Linked DNA regions of Rattus norvegicus: all the other regions are linked to region 1. The links are chromatin contacts, called in public Hi-C maps. All regions are on one chromosome and are shown on one strand. The core of a region is the stretch at or near the end of the contact, and the rest is flanking DNA. Distances in the headings are between cores, read along the strand shown.

What was found. A called contact is a pair of places that touch in the nucleus more often than the background predicts.
Region 2: a contact with region 1 is called in a Hi-C map of the A7r5 cell line, with 11 times the contacts expected there. The contact joins the enhancer-like site here to the promoter of Sox9 in region 1. A contact is called at or near these places in 2 of 12 Hi-C or Micro-C datasets (the A7r5 cell line and Schwann cells).
Region 3: a Hi-C map of the A7r5 cell line shows a contact between it and region 1, with 13 times the contacts expected there. The contact joins the enhancer-like site here to the promoter of Sox9 in region 1. A contact is called at or near these places in 9 of 12 Hi-C or Micro-C datasets (the A7r5 cell line, Schwann cells, hepatocytes and 5 more) and 1 of 1 datasets of contacts at active chromatin or transcription factors (oligodendrocytes).

Annotation. Positions count from the first base shown.
Region 1 is chr10:98,302,864-98,307,857 of GRCr8, reverse strand. It overlaps Sox9 (SRY-box transcription factor 9), which reads right to left and starts at 2,114. Exons shown (of 3, transcript NM_080403.2): 1 at 1,371-2,114; 2 at 296-549. The coding sequence starts at 1,801.
Region 2 is chr10:97,608,961-97,613,954 of GRCr8, reverse strand. No RefSeq gene overlaps it. Among named protein-coding and RNA genes, the nearest start is that of Sox9, 690 kb to the left of the region's middle. Within about 2 kb of position 2,759, at least 3 of the 93 cell types and tissues checked have an H3K27ac peak or open chromatin away from gene starts, as enhancers often do. A contact at or near this core is called in the A7r5 cell line, where this site is marked.
Region 3 is chr10:97,702,621-97,707,614 of GRCr8, reverse strand. No RefSeq gene overlaps it. Among named protein-coding and RNA genes, the nearest start is that of Sox9, 600 kb to the left of the region's middle. Within about 2 kb of position 2,059, at least 1 of the 93 cell types and tissues checked has an H3K27ac peak or open chromatin away from gene starts, as enhancers often do. A contact at or near this core is called in the A7r5 cell line, where this site is marked.

The DNA.
Region 1 (4,994 bases), core at 865-3,364:
GTTTGAGGTAGGTGTGTGTGTGTGTGTGTGTGTGTGTGTGTGTGTGTGTGTGTGTGTGTGTGTGCGCGCGCGCGCGCGTGCGCTCGCCCCCGCGTGCGCTCGCCCCCGCGCGCGCCCGTGTACGCGCGCCTGCCTGCCTGTTTCTGAGGGCCCAGGACAGGGAATACAGGGAATAGTGTTTCCTTACTTCATGGAGCTCAAGATTCCTACCCAGATATTTCTCGGGGTTGGGGGGGGGGGGCTAAGGAGGAGCCCGGAGTGGCCAGGCCTGGGGGATCACTCGCGTCTTGCTCACCGGAGTGCTCGCCCGGGGAGTGCACCTCACTCATGCCCGAGGAGGAGTGCGGGGAGTCCGCTTGCAGCGCCTTGAAGATGGCGTTAGGAGAGATGTGAGTCTGTTCGGTGGCCTCTTCGGCCTCTGCTTGCCCATTCTTCACCGACTTCCTCCGCCGGGGCTGGTACTTGTAATCGGGGTGGTCTTTCTTGTGCTGCACGCGCAGCCGCTCCGCCTCCTCCACGAAGGGTCTCTTCTCGCTCTCGTTCAGCAGTCTGGGGGGGCAGAAGTAAAGAGGGAGGGGGGGTCAATGAAACCCTGGGAGCTGTCAGGTCCCCACCCCTCCTTCGCGCAATACCCCTCCTCCCTTCTGTCTGCTTTCCATCCTCCTCGGAGACTCAGAACTTTTTTTTCTTTCTTTTTCTTTCTTTTTTTAAAAAAGTATTCGGAGTCGACCTGAGCGGTCACTCCTCGCCCCGCCCCGCCCCCTCCCGGGCCTCCTATTTTGGAAGCCCAGTAGACGAAAATAGCTCCCTGCTGAGGCTGCTCTAAACGCCTTTGCTACCGGAGCGGTCCACCCCTCCCAACACGCAGTAAAAACTTTCCGAAAACCCACTTAAATTGCAAGAAGCTCGCTCTGTCGATCCACGCCCCTACCAGTTCTCAGTAGCTTTCCCCAATTCTTGCCTGGGTCTACTCCGGTCTCAGTTACACTTTCCCTTCACTCGGTCTTCCCAGGAAAGAGCGCAGTTGGCCGGGGGGGGGGGGGAGGTGGGCTTGCTTCCTCTAATTGTTCCTTTCAAGGAGGACCGGGGTGGCACACCCCCTCACTCCCCACTACATTCCTACATTCACGCCACTCTCCACCGCGCACCCCCCAACTCCCCGCCATCGCTAAGAGCAATCCCAAGAACTTTCTCAAACTTTGAGCTGCGTCCCCCCCCCCCCAGCCCTCCCTGCCCTCCCCGCCCTCCCCGCCCTGCATCCTGGACCGAAGACCCCAGGATGCACAACTCAGGGAGGCGGGGCGGGGTCGGTAAGTGCAGCCCGCGTCCCGGGTAGCCACTGAGCCCTCCGTGGCAGCCCGCGCGCTCACCTCCAGAGCTTGCCCAGAGTCTTGCTGAGCTCCGCGTTGTGCAGATGCGGGTACTGGTCTGCCAGCTTCCTGCGCGCAGCCTGCGCCCACACCATGAAGGCGTTCATGGGCCGCTTGACGTGTGGCTTGTTCTTGCTGGAGCCGTTGACGCGCACCGGCATGGGCACCAGGGTCCAGTCGTAGCCCTTCAGCACCTGGCTGACCGCCTCGCGGATGCACACTGGGAATTTATCTTCCTCGCTCTCCTTCTTCAGATCCGGCTCGCCCTTGGGGAACGTGTTCTCCTGGGGCCGTGTGTTCTCCGTGTCGGAGCCTGAGCCCGAGGGGCAGGGCGAACCAGCCGAGTCCTCCGACATGGTGGGGCTGGGGGCGCCAGACAAGCCCTTCTCCTGCTCGTCGGTCATCTTCATGAAGGGGTCCAGGAGATTCATACGCGAGCCCGGGGCAGGGGGCGGGTGGCCGGGAAAGGAGAGAAGCCGCGGCTGCTGGGGCTCCTCTTCCCTCAGCTGCCCGGACGCGGACGCCGAGCGAACGGCTCCCGGGGAGGTTGGCGCGTCACCCGGCTGCGGCGGCGAGCACTTAGCAGAGGCGCTGGGTGGCCAGTGCTCAGTTGCCCGCTCCAAACCCGGGGAAGGCGAATCGGAGCGGAGGAGGAGGGAGGGAAAACAGAGAACGAAACCAGGGCTACTTGCACCCCGTCTCTTTTGCAAAGAAAAGTTCCTGGACCGAAACTGGTAAAGTTGTCGCTCCCACTGAAGTTTCCAGACAGTTCCGAGCAACGCTCTCAGCTCTCCGGCTCCCAGCCCAGAGTCTCTTTAATAAATACTCCCCCTTCACCTTAGAGACCTCGGACCAATCACGGCTCGGCAGTCATCAGGGTTGGCAAGTCGCTGATTGGACCGGATTTTGAAAGGGTGGGGGGAGGATTGTGGCTCCGGGTTGGGTGACGAGACTCGAGGGGAGGAGAGGGGAGGGAAGCTCAGCCGGAGGGTGGATGGGGATGGTGGGGTGAGGGGACTTGGGGGGGGGGGCGCGGGGCAGGCGGGGGACCCGGGACGTCCGAGTGTGTAAGTTTGCTCTCTACTCTCCGAATGTCACAGTTTTGGAACGGTCTCCTTGTGTGTGTGTGTGTGTGTGTGTGTGTGTGTGTGTGTGTGTGTGTGTGTACGCGCGCATGTCTAGACTAGGACCCCCCTCCCACTATCCCTCCCGCCCCCCCCCCCACCACAGTCCACTACTTTTTCGATGCTGTCTCCGTGGTACCCGGGACTTTGCTGGCGTTTACAGCAATGGAAATTGCAACAGCTGCTCGTCAAAGCGGAGCTCAGCTTCTGCGCCTGGAGTCTGCCGGCTTCCCAAAAAGTGCTTAGAAATTGTCTTTTGGAAGCAAATGTTTGGGTGACTCAACGCCCGCTGTTCTCTGTAATAATCCATATAAATAGATTAACGCGCTCTGGTTCACCGAGGCCGGTGTGGTGGTGGCTGGAGATTCTGCTGCGCTCTCGCAGTGGGAATCAATGAAAACCAAAGCCAAGCACCGGCGAAAGCTGGCGGCGGGGACCGCGCAGTCCCGGGCTCTAGCGGCCGGTCCCTTGGGCCACGCCGACCTTGAACTGACAAGTCCTTCCCCGGCCCCTCCAGCACTCTGACGCCCCTTGGAGTCAGGATTATTACTTTAGAGTTTTGTTTCTAGCCTCCTGGCTGAGTCACAAACACCATCAGGTTCGCTACTGGAGTTTGCAAAAACTGCTCCGGTGTTGAGAGTGAAGTTTGCAAAGGTGGCAGCGCAGGACGGTGAGGCCGAGAAGGCCCTTGACTTGGACTGGAGACTCCAGACAAAACGGGCCACTTTGGCGGAGCCTTGTGACTCCCTCGCTTGGGCCTTCCTTTACCAGATAACCTGGGAAGGCGAAGCGCTAGGCGTCTGAACTTTAGTCGCGTCCTTTTAGACCTGCACACAGGTGGGCGTTCTGGGGGAGGCCACGTAGGTGTCCGTTGTACTTTAAGAGTGCTTGGAGCCGAAGATCCGTGTTTATTCAAACTCTTAGAGCAAAGTTGGATAAGGGAGGAATTATCTTTTCTGGAACGAATAAAAAAATCTTAGTTGCCATCGGGCGACATGCCCTCGGAACCACAAACAAACTCACAACGGTGTAAAAAAAAAAAGATAAACAAATTCATTTAAGCACCCCTTTCTGATTCTTGCAAAACTTCGCTTTGGACTTATTAAATTATTGATAAAGTGAACCGGCCTGTGTTCTAGCGAAGACAGGTTCCTACCCTCCAATTTGCTAAGTGTGGACACTTAGATATAAACGAATTTTTTCTTCGGGGTGCTTTTGAAAAGCTCGTTCCCCTTCGTTTTCTTCCGAAGTGGACATTTGTTATTTAGGGAAAGGAACTCGGGAAAACAGTAAGCTACGACTCGGTTCGGTCGGGTTTCTTTTCAAACGAATGTTACTCGCATTGTGTCACTACCACCCTATAGTCTGTTTACGAGCTTAAGAGACGTACAGACAATAGCCATCTATTCGTATCTCACAATGTGTAAGAAAATATATCTTTTTTTTTCAGAGTTGGGGGGCGGATTTTCTGTGCTCTGGGATGAAGGTATTTATGTGATCCTCAAACCGATTGAAGAGACCAGGGACCACTGTCAGATGTATTAAACCAGCGAGTTGTAATTTGTTGTAATTACCACGTTTTCTAAAGGCAGCGAGAACGACAGTGGCCTTATAAGGCATTTTGAAATATTTTATTGAGTATTTGTTCATGAATACTTACATTTACCCTTAATACAACATATGCAGAGATGTAATGTGCTACGACATTTTAAATCATGAAACGTCTTACATGTTTCTATGCCTCCACGCAAGCGTTTTTATATTCTTGAGTCTTTTTTTTGGGGGGGGGTGTTAACTTTTTAAACAAGTTGAAATGAAAATTGCACTGCAATTTTCGGCAACATCCAGAGGGGGCGCCAAAAGCCCAGAAACTGTCTGGAACTTTTGAGAAACTGCTGGAAAACTTTCCTTGCGGTGAACGGGCAGGGGCCCCGGGGTGGGGGAGGTGGCAGTGGTGCGTTGCTCGCAGTCAGTGGTCTTTCCAGGAGGAGACTTATCTCTACCGGAATTCCAACTCCTATTCTTTCCTGTGAGGATTCGACTGCGTGCAGCCTCGTTCAGGGGACCAGGGAAGTGCTTGTCTACAGGGAGTTGGGGGCGGGGAAGGCACTGCAGATGCCCAGGCTTTCTCATTTACAACCTGGAGAGTGAGAGTTGAGGGGCGCGGGTGTGTGTGTGTGGTGCCCCTTATTCTCCAGGTGCCAAGAGTTATCTTGTGTGCCATGATCAGGCGAAGGCTGTCTGTCAGGCACCTCAGTTTAAGAGTGGCTGAACGTGAAAAGCCCACTCCCAGAAGCCCTTCAGGGGCTTAGTCCACTGTGACTTGACTTTTTCTGTCACCCAGGCCTCTTCCTGACTTGATTCTGGCAGAATCTGGCATTCCTCAGGCCAGTGGACCTCAGCTTGAGGAAGGGGAAGCACCCTGGTGCGGACTGTGTTTAGATTACTGACCCAGCAAGAGGCTGCTGCTCTGTTCTAGCCAGAACCTCCTCTCTGGAGG
Region 2 (4,994 bases), core at 1,510-4,009, 690 kb after region 1:
CTTCCTGTATTAGCCAAAGAATTTGGTATATTTGTGTGATGAATACAGGCTTGTGTTTTTCCGTCTGGGTAGAACATGATTCGATTAACTTAAGAAAACAAAAACAAAACTCAAAACAACAAGCTGTATTACTAAGCTTTACTTCTAAGGTCTTCTCTAATGTAACCAAACCTCCAATTCCTGTTGAATTTTTGTTTTTTCTAATGAGAAGGAAGAAAGGAAATAAAAAGGAAAGATACTGAAGAATGGTCATCAATTTTCTATCATCTGCCTAAGTTGGAACAAAGACATTTAAATGCAAGCGTTATGAAATTTCTTCTGAATTAGCCCCTTCCTCTTTGCATTTAGATCTTGGTGTCCACCGATCAACAGTCACAATAACCGGGAAATGGTCATTCTGCTGTTCTTATGGGCTTTTTTTAAAAAAATGATAAATGCACAAAATGTCCATGGATATATAAACATTTAATGTAAATATGTAATCAATATAAAAACAGAATAGTGTGATAGAGAAGAAACATCGTAGACAGAGAAATTAGTAGTTGTTTCTCAGGATGTTTAGGGCGTTTAATATCCTCGAATCCAGAACTAGCCTGATTTCTTCATTTATCTTGTCCCCCTTGCAACTACACTAACTGTATGCATGACAGCTTGGCAGATGTATACAACTTGCCACTACCCCTGTGACTTTCTGTGTTCGTTAAAAAAGTTATCTGTCCTTACCGTAGACAGATATCACTCGTTTTGATGATGGTGATTGTTCTCGTGTCAAGGTGCATTAAAACGTTTTCCTTTCTCCCTTGCATGTCGTCATATCCCTTGTCTTTTCTTGGCTGTATGGTGCGCGCATGCGCCGTCGCAACTACCCACAGCTACACGTGGGAGCAGAGGTGCACCACATCGAGAGTTTTCCTCAGTCAATCTTTGTTTTTTTGTTCTTGTTCTTGTTTTTGGGTTTTTTGTTTGTTTGTTTGTTTGCCTTTTGAGTCGGAGTCTCATCCTAAACTTTGAGCTCGTTGATTGGTTAGGTTGACTGGCTAGGGAACTCCCAGGAACTATCAGTCCCCTCCGTACAGAGGTCACAGGTGAGTGCCACCATGACCAGGTTTTGACATGGATATCAAGGAGGTTCAAAACCCAGACTCAAGTCCTTATGCTTACACAACATGCATTTTATCCACTGAGACTTCTCTCCAGTCCACAGTAACACTTTTCTTCCTTTAACGAGGCACTGATGTTTTCACTTTTAGAGTTAGAATATAAAGTAAAAAATGTTGGGGTCTCGTTGAAAACCTGTTAGGACTTTCAAGATGGTGGTAGCCAGGAAGAAAGGCGGGTGTGAACTGTCATGAGTGTGCCTGGCAGTAGAGAGCGGGCAGGTCTGTGATAGCAGGTCTGGAGCAAAGGCAAGTTGTAAGTGTCTCTACTTAAGTTAGTGGGGCTGGAATCGAAATAGTCTGATACTCAGGTGGCTCCAGGCGTCAGGGAGTACAAAACCCAAATCCTGGCTCTCAAATCTGCCAATTTCTCCGTGTTTATCTGTGATGGCCCCTTTTGGGACTTTCAGAGTTTATTGCTACGATGCCAAATGGCTATGTTCACGACATACATCAGAGACGTGTTGAGCATGCCCGGTTTTCTGTAAATTAATTCTTGTAGGTGTTTATTTGGCCTGGAATGGTTTCACCCCAGAGATCGTTTGTTCACGGTTCCTCTGTTTATTTTGCTCAGAGGTTTGGATATTGTATACATCAGGGCATCTCGACTAACATTACCTTGTTGTTGTTGATGTTGCTCTCTCTTCCCCCTACAAATCGCTGGCCAACCATCAAGCCACCCTTGCGCCTTCCCCTGAATTGCCAGCTCCTCCCTGTGTCCAGTAGGCTAACATACTCACTTTGATAAGTCACGGTATCCACTCTGCTGAGTGCCAGGGAACTCTGATTCGCCTTCAAGGGCCAATCTGAAGTCAGAGTGTCTATCAGAGGCTCGATATCTTTATAATTTGCACCTTTGGCTCTGTTGTGGTCCTAGAGCTTTGAGCTGTTCATGAGAAGCAGAGAGATGTGACAGTGTATGCTTTACTTTAATTCCAGGACTTCAAGGGTGGCTTCCTGCTTTACCTACCATAGTACATCGCTAAGATGTAGCATTCAATCCCTGCTGGGATACAAGGAGCATGTGCCTGGATGGACATACTTCCCCGGGGACACAGACATCCAGGTCTGTCCCCAGGAAGAGGCTTCTTCAGCCTTGGACCTTTCTCCTGGGTTTCATGAAATCACTTTCACTCTTAACCACTGATCGCTTTGGAAAAGTGCTGCTCTTCGAACTCACAGTACACAAACTCTAGGCCTCTTGATTTTGGAATCAACTCTGGTTGCATTCTGTGCTCAGTGCTCTTATCAGCGTGGTTTAGGTCTTACTGGCATTCCTGAGTGACTCACTGAAGCCGAGAGAATGGAATTTAAGGACTCATTTAAACAATGAAAGTCTATCTCGGAAATTAAGACCAATGTTGACTTTGCCCAAAGCAGAATAGGCAAAGTTTCAAGGGGTCATGGAAATAACTTTTCTCAAGAACTAAGGGTTAAGACTTGTGACTCTGAACGTGTTATTCCCATCAACGTGTGTATCCTATATAGTCCCTGTCTCTATATAGTCTCTATTTTCTCTCTTCTGTTGCCTCGTGTCTTTCTCTGCTTAGGAACCAGGATCCTACTCATATGGGCATCCTGTCACAGCTGGGATCAGGAGCTCTCCTACAGTAAGAACTGAGTGAAGGATTTGTCCAATTGGATTGAGCCTTTAAGGATGATGTAAGCAGGAACATGACCTCTAGTGCATCTGCCGAACGTGTGTGCCTTAACTTTATATTATAAAATATTCTTCCCTGTTTTCTCTTCTAGGATCATCCTAGCTACCTCTAAACATGCCTTTTACATGAAAGGTAACCTGTGATCAAAGTCTTCCTACTGGAGCAGGTGGACAGAGCTGAGACAGGAGCCCTGGCCAGAGAGCTCAAAGGAAGACCACACCGTTACCACGAGAGCCTATCAGAACGTCGGATTCCAACCAGAAAGTATTTTATTTGAGTTTAGACAACTCGGACACAGCTGCTTGGGGTTTTTCTGTCAGTGTTTTACCTACCCCAGCTGCTACTGAAAAATAGTTTGCAATTCATCTGAGGATTCGTTATATATGCCCTGAAGTATACGTAGTAGCATTTAATTGGAAAACCATCAAATAAAGACTTCGGGGCCATGTGAAAGGACCACCTCGGTGCCAACTCTGAGCAACCGGCCTCTGTGGCTTTGCCGTATATGGATGCTGACGCAAAGATACCCCTGTGGTAAAATATACTTTGTCCCATTTATAGGCAAGCGACCTCAACTCAACTGACTGGCTTGGGAAGGTGAGGGGCAGGCAGTTGGGTCTCAAATCAGTTTAGGATACAAAGTAAGCTCAACAATTAGATATTCTACTCATCAGGAGGGACCTGAGCTGACAAGCTGGGAGCAGGAAAGTTTTTCTTTGATTTCTTTTTTGGGTGTGTATATGCATATTGACGTGTGTTTGTTTGTGTGTGTCTGTGTGTGCATGTGTGAGTGTGTATGTGTGTGTGAGTGTGTGTATGTGTGTGAGTGTGTATATGTGTGTGAGTGTGTATATATGTGTATATGTGTGTGTGAGCCTGTATATGTGTGTATGTGTGTCTATGTGGTGTGTGTGTGTTTATGTATGTGTATGTATGTGTGTGTGAGTGTGTGTATATGTGTGTGAGTGTGTATATGTGTGTGAGTGTGTGTATGCATGTGTGTGAGTGTGTATATGAGTGTATGTGTGTGTATATGTGTGAGTGTGTATATATGTGTGTATGTATATGTGTGTATGTGTGTGTGAGTGTCTATATGTGTGTATGTGTGTATATGTGTGTATATGTGTGTATGTGTGTGAGTCTGTATATGAGTGTGTGTGTGCTGTGAGTGTGTGTATATGTGTGTTTGTGTGTGCGTGTGTGTATGCATGTTGGTATGTGTGTGTATGTTTGTATGTGTGTGAATGTATGAGTATGTGAGTGTGTGTGAATGTATGTGTATGTGAGTGTGTGTGTGTGTGTGTGTGTGTGTGTGTGACAGCTAGAAGGCATCTCTTTGGCTGATGTTCCTCAGACACTCTCTACATTCTTTATGAAACTGGATCTCTCCCTGGTCAGACACTCTCCACAGAGATCAGGCTGTCTAGTCAGCATTCCCCAGGGATCCACACATCTCTGCCCCTTCCCCCCAAGCACTGGTATAACTGTAGCTTACCACCACACCTAGTTGTGTAAAAAAATTTTTTTTTCTGAGAAATGGAACTTGAATCTTCTTGCTTAAAAGACAAGTACTTTACCAACTAAACCATCTCGTCTCCCTAACCCAGGTTCCCTTCCTTTTAAAAAAATCGCTGTTTAATTGAGAATTTCATATGTGAGTTATGCATTTTCATTCTATCTACCCCTTCTTGTCATCCAAAGCCTCTCAGGTCCCCCTAACATCCCTGTTCAAATTAGTTTTCTTCCTTAAAAACATACACACACGCACACACACGTACACTCACAAGCACATGCACACATATGTATACAGAAATATGCATATGCATGCACACAAGCACAGGCACCTCCCATACACACACACATACACACACACACACACACACACAGACATGCACACACACAGACATGTACACACACAGATATGCACACAAGCATGTTTGAGTCTTACTGAGTATGTGGCTGAAATGGACATAAATCTAAGTTTTCTTTCTTTTTTCTTTTTTTTTTTTGCTGAAAAGGAATAACTAGAGAAAGGTGGGGAGGGAGAAGGAAATGGGAAGATATAAGAAGAAAAGAGAGCTGAGGAAAAAAAGAAAGGGAGGGAAAACTCAAGGATTCCTACTCTCTTCAAAATCTATTTGCATGGATCCAGTCTTATTGGGGGGGGGTGTATCTC
Region 3 (4,994 bases), core at 810-3,309, 600 kb after region 1:
TTAATACATTTAAATGTATTACTTTTGGAAACTCCATGCACAGGTGGATACTGTAGTTATATCATTCAGCTCCTCTCTGTCTCCCTCCCATCCTTCCCTCCCTCCCATCCTTCCCTCCCTCCAACTCCTCCTGTGCCCTCTCTCAAATTCATGAGTTTACCTGGAAACTTCACCAAGTATAAATCTCAACGATATGGTTGCCTAGACAAGAGCTATAGACCTGCAGTTGTCCAGGCAGCACAGATGGGGGAAAAAAAAATCACAAACACGTCACCCATGAAGAGCTATGGGTGATTACGATAGCTGCTAAGAGAGAGAGAATCAGTCTTCCCCTGGGATGAGCCCCCTTTTACCGTTCCAGATCCTACATGGTCAACCCCAACCCCATGCACACATGAGTAACCTTAAATAAACTTAGTTGGTGACATGTATGCCTAGATGGACCAAGATATATTTAGTCATGGAAATACCAGGTAGCAGAGGTCAATGGCCTGAGTCCCAGTGTCAATCCCTGTCACCACAGTAGGATAGTGGAGAAGCTTGCAGACCCAACGTTAAGGCTGTCCCCGGAATCCCAACTTCCATGACCTTTGATCCTAATTGAATGATTGAGATAAATAAGAGGTTTTGAGTGGTTGGGGGTATAGCTCACTTAGAAGGGTGATTGCCTAGCATTCAGGAAGCCCTGGGATTTATCCCAGCTCTTTAAGAATTGGGCATCATTGTAGACACCTGTAATCCCTTCATGTGGGAGACGGAAGCTGGAAGATAAGAAGTTCATGGTCATCCTTGACAGAGTGAATTGAAGACAGCCTTGGTTACTTAGGGCTTTCTGTAAATTTTTTTGAATGCTTTGGATATTGTTATGTTAATCAAGATCAAGGGATGATCTTGATTCTGTGTAAGGAAAGAGAATCCAAGTGAATACTCAGGGAAGGTGTGAAATCTTCTTCACCAAACCTATTATTCTGGTGTTACTAAAATGGAAGGAACTACATACAATATCTCAGCCTCTAGGTTACTAACTGATTCAGTCAAACTAAGCGAAAAGTCTGTATGATTTCAACCATTTTTCTAGTCATTCCTCACATGTGAATTATATGCACTAAGTCAGTACTGACCTCCAAAAGGTGACAACAATTAAAATGGTTATGTAATGCACTGATACAAAGCTATCCTTTGTCAAACAGTTTTAGAGTCATGCCACAAGCTATGCTAAAACAGCTAGTACTTACCAATTGTTTACTATGTGACTTTGACAAGCTTTGTGCCAAGTATTTTATGTAAATGGTCCCATCTGCTTTCAGGACAATCTTCTGAGAGGTAGACTAATATTCTCAATGTTTTGGAATAACCAAACACACCTCAGGTACTCCTCAGCATTACTTTTATTACATGGAGATATTCTACCAGTAAAGAATAAATGCCGGTATTGAAAGGATACGTTATTCTGTTTGTTTTATTTTGAGAATGGGTCTTGTTAGATAGCCATGCTACCTTGAACTCACAATCTTTCTGTTTGGACCTGAGAAGTTCTAAACACAGGGCCACACCCTACCTTAACGATGTACTTTAAACATCATATGAGGAATGGCAAATACAGAGCAATCTTACCACAGACACTTTGAACCATTTACATTAAGATTAATAGGCTGTCGTGAGAAAGTAGGATACATTTTAAACCCTCTTTGATCTAGGGAGGGAGACAGATGAAATTGATTTTAAATGAGATAACACAGAGTCCATGTTAAAATTCCAGTCGACCTACTATTCTGGGAGTGATCCTTTGGACAGTGAAGCCTGGAGATGGAATTTATTAATGTGTCTAAACTGAAAGATGGTGCCAACAGAAAAAGTTATGCACGTAGTAGGCACTTTGTGCCAGTTACTGAAGCTATCAAGCTGGGCTTGAGTCTGGCTTGTTAACGGCTGCATGGGGGACTAGTTGAACCTAGTTTGCTTAGAACACATTCACTTTCTATTTGCCCAGGGTCTCTAACCGGGAACACAAGAGGAAGAGAGTCACTGCGCCCTCTAGGGGATGTTGTAGAAAAACCTTGCCCGGGAGAACAGGAAGGAGAGAGGAAAGATCTGAAAAAAGTCCAGAGAAAAGACACAGGGTGATTCTTCCTCTAGAGCTCCTTCCTCTTCTCATGGAAGCAAGCATCCCATTAGAGCTCTTAAAAGGCCCCTAACTGCATCAACTCTTCAATTATTTTATTATTAAAAGGCGAAGCTGACAGCATGCTATCCATTTTTGGCTGCACACTATTTCTCTGGCCCTGGTATCCCAAAATAGCTCCTTGTGGTGACGCGTTTCTACTCCGGTTGGTAGGATCCTTTCGGTGGCCTCTCCCATTCTGTTTCCGAATGCTACGTGCTGTCTCAGGCATTCAACCTCTCCAACCAACATCACCTGTTTCTCTGTGAAGGATCTGACCTACAGAGAGCCAGGCTACCTTTTGAAGATAAGAAGATGTTCAGGGAGACAGAAAGGGCAAAGAAAGCCATGCTTGCAGCAGTGTCAATCAACAAGCTGTGATTAATTACTGAGAGTGGAGTACTTAGGCAGCTTCAGAGAAAGAAGGAATTTCAGAGAAGCATTGACATTTACACTCAGGGAGTATGTTAATTTGTCCAGAAAAAAAATCACATGAGTACCTTATCTAGTCATCCATTATACACTTAAGAGTTACTTTTATTCTTCTTCCCATTTCTTCCAAAACATAAAGACAAGAAGTATGCTCTGGGTCACTGGTCAGTAAATAGCAGAGGAAAAAAATAATCTTGGGGCTTTCTAAAAGGTGATGTACACCTTTTCCAATGACAGTAACCACCACTTCCAAGATGGCACTTAATTTAACTCTCCTGGCAATGTTGTAAAAGATAAGTATTAATCACTTAATGTGTTGAATTATTTAGTGAAAGTATCGTTAATTTGTGGCAATAAAATATAGAAAGAAGTCAGAGCTTACCTTGTGTCGGGGATTTGTGGCATCAGATGAAGTATTGAGAAAAACAAAACAAAACAAAACCAGAAGTAAAATTATCACCCAAGATGTGGGGAAAGCCATACAGGGTTGAAGAGACTTGGACAAGGATGGCCAGCAAGAAACAGCATAAACCAACGTACGTAGTATCATTTTTGAAGGTCTTATTGATGATGTCTTTCTTCAAGTTGCCTTTCTATTCTCTGGAGGGGGGATTTGAGGTCTGATTAGAAAGCAGGGAGGGAGCCAGCAGAACAAAATAAATACCAAGAACTGTCCCAAGACAGCCACCCAGACCCGGTGTTACAGTGCTGGACTCTTCGTAGTTAAATGCCATTCTAGGATTTGAGTATCAAAATAATGAGGGACTGAAAGAGGAATATCACTGACGGAGTTTTGGTCAAATTAGGCTCACTCCTCCTTCCTCAGCTTTAAGTAAGGAAACGTTTTCTTTTTTCCTTTAACACCACATTTTTTTAAATGTGAGAATTTATAATTTATTCATTTTATTTCATTCCTGTGTGTTTACGCATAGTGGTGTAAAGGTGGAAGAAAGCAGGTCGGTCTCTACAGAGACCAGGAGGTAGGGTGCCTTCTTCTGTTCATCTCTGCTCTATTCCCTTGAAGCAGAGTCCGTCTCTGACTCTGGAAGTTTATTATGTTTTGGCTAGGCTGGCGGGCCAGCAAGCTCCAGCCATCTTCCTGTCTCTGACTTCCAAACCCCACCTCTCATAACTGCGCACAGGTACCTGTAGCCACTCAAGGCTCTGTGAACGAACCAGGGATCCAATCTTGAGCCTTCAAGCTTACGCTGTGGTAATGGCACAAACTGAGCCTTCTCCCCTGCCACAGGTATTTCTTATTAATTGAACGTTATGACAATATTTTCTTTGCCTCTCTGGAATAATGGGAACATCAGAAACTAGACAGTGGTTTCATGTACTGTGGCGACTCGAGGACACGAAGAAGACAAAGACTCATGGTAGCTGTTTAGTGGAGGGTGTCTATAGGCTTAGCTTAATTGATGTTCAACCTGAACATATGCCTGGATTAAAGGGAACTATGGAACCTATTCAAAGCTGACCTCCTCCATTTGTAAAGAGAGATTTCTCTGTTGCCAAATTTCAGCTGTCCTTGGCTCAGGTATCTAAAATTGGATGTTGTCAGCAAATCATATAGGTATTCTTGCAATAAAAAAACCAGCCAAACAAACAAAAATATAAACCAAGTCCAAGGATAAGGCATAAAACACAGGGGGAGCACTTGGTCCTTCAAAAGGGACTTAGATTTGGGTTATGCAGATAATTAGAAGGGTCACATGCCCCTCTCTACATAAGCCAGTTCTCTGCTGACAGGAAGAAGAGACATGTTTGGTCACACATGGATATGATTCAAGAAGGTCATAAAGATTGGTTTGATTTTGCAAAACTGTCAAGATCAGGAATCAGGGCAGAGCCAAGCCAGTATGGGCCTGAAGGGAATTGAAGAAACTAAGTGATAGAAGATAGGTAAGGATAGAACTTTCCAGAGAATTGGCACTGTCCTTGGAATTTACTTATGTCTCAATGCCTAAAAACATCCTGCGATGTGATTCCGTTTCTTTATTCCATCTCCCAGGTTTATCCATTCTTGCTTTGGGAATTCTGAGTCCTTCAAATAATTCCTTGAACTCTTCCCATTAGATTAACACCCTTAACAGAGCCTGAGAGAAAAGGTTGAGTTTCAGGCGTCTTCTGTGTTGAGGAATTTACTTTCAACATCTTGACATGAGCCAGAGGTCTGCCTTGCAAGCAAGAGAGACGGATGCAGGAGGAAACTGGGCCTGACAAATGCCAGTCCCACCTGTGTGGGTTAATAAGCAGGACTCCAGCCCAGCCAGCAATCCTCTTGTAACTGTCATTTCCATGCAACCAATCAATTGCCTGGGAATTATCCCAATAAAAAAAAAAAGAATACAGTGTGTCATTTATCAGGCAGCCAATTAAAAAGCCTCTGCAGGAGAAG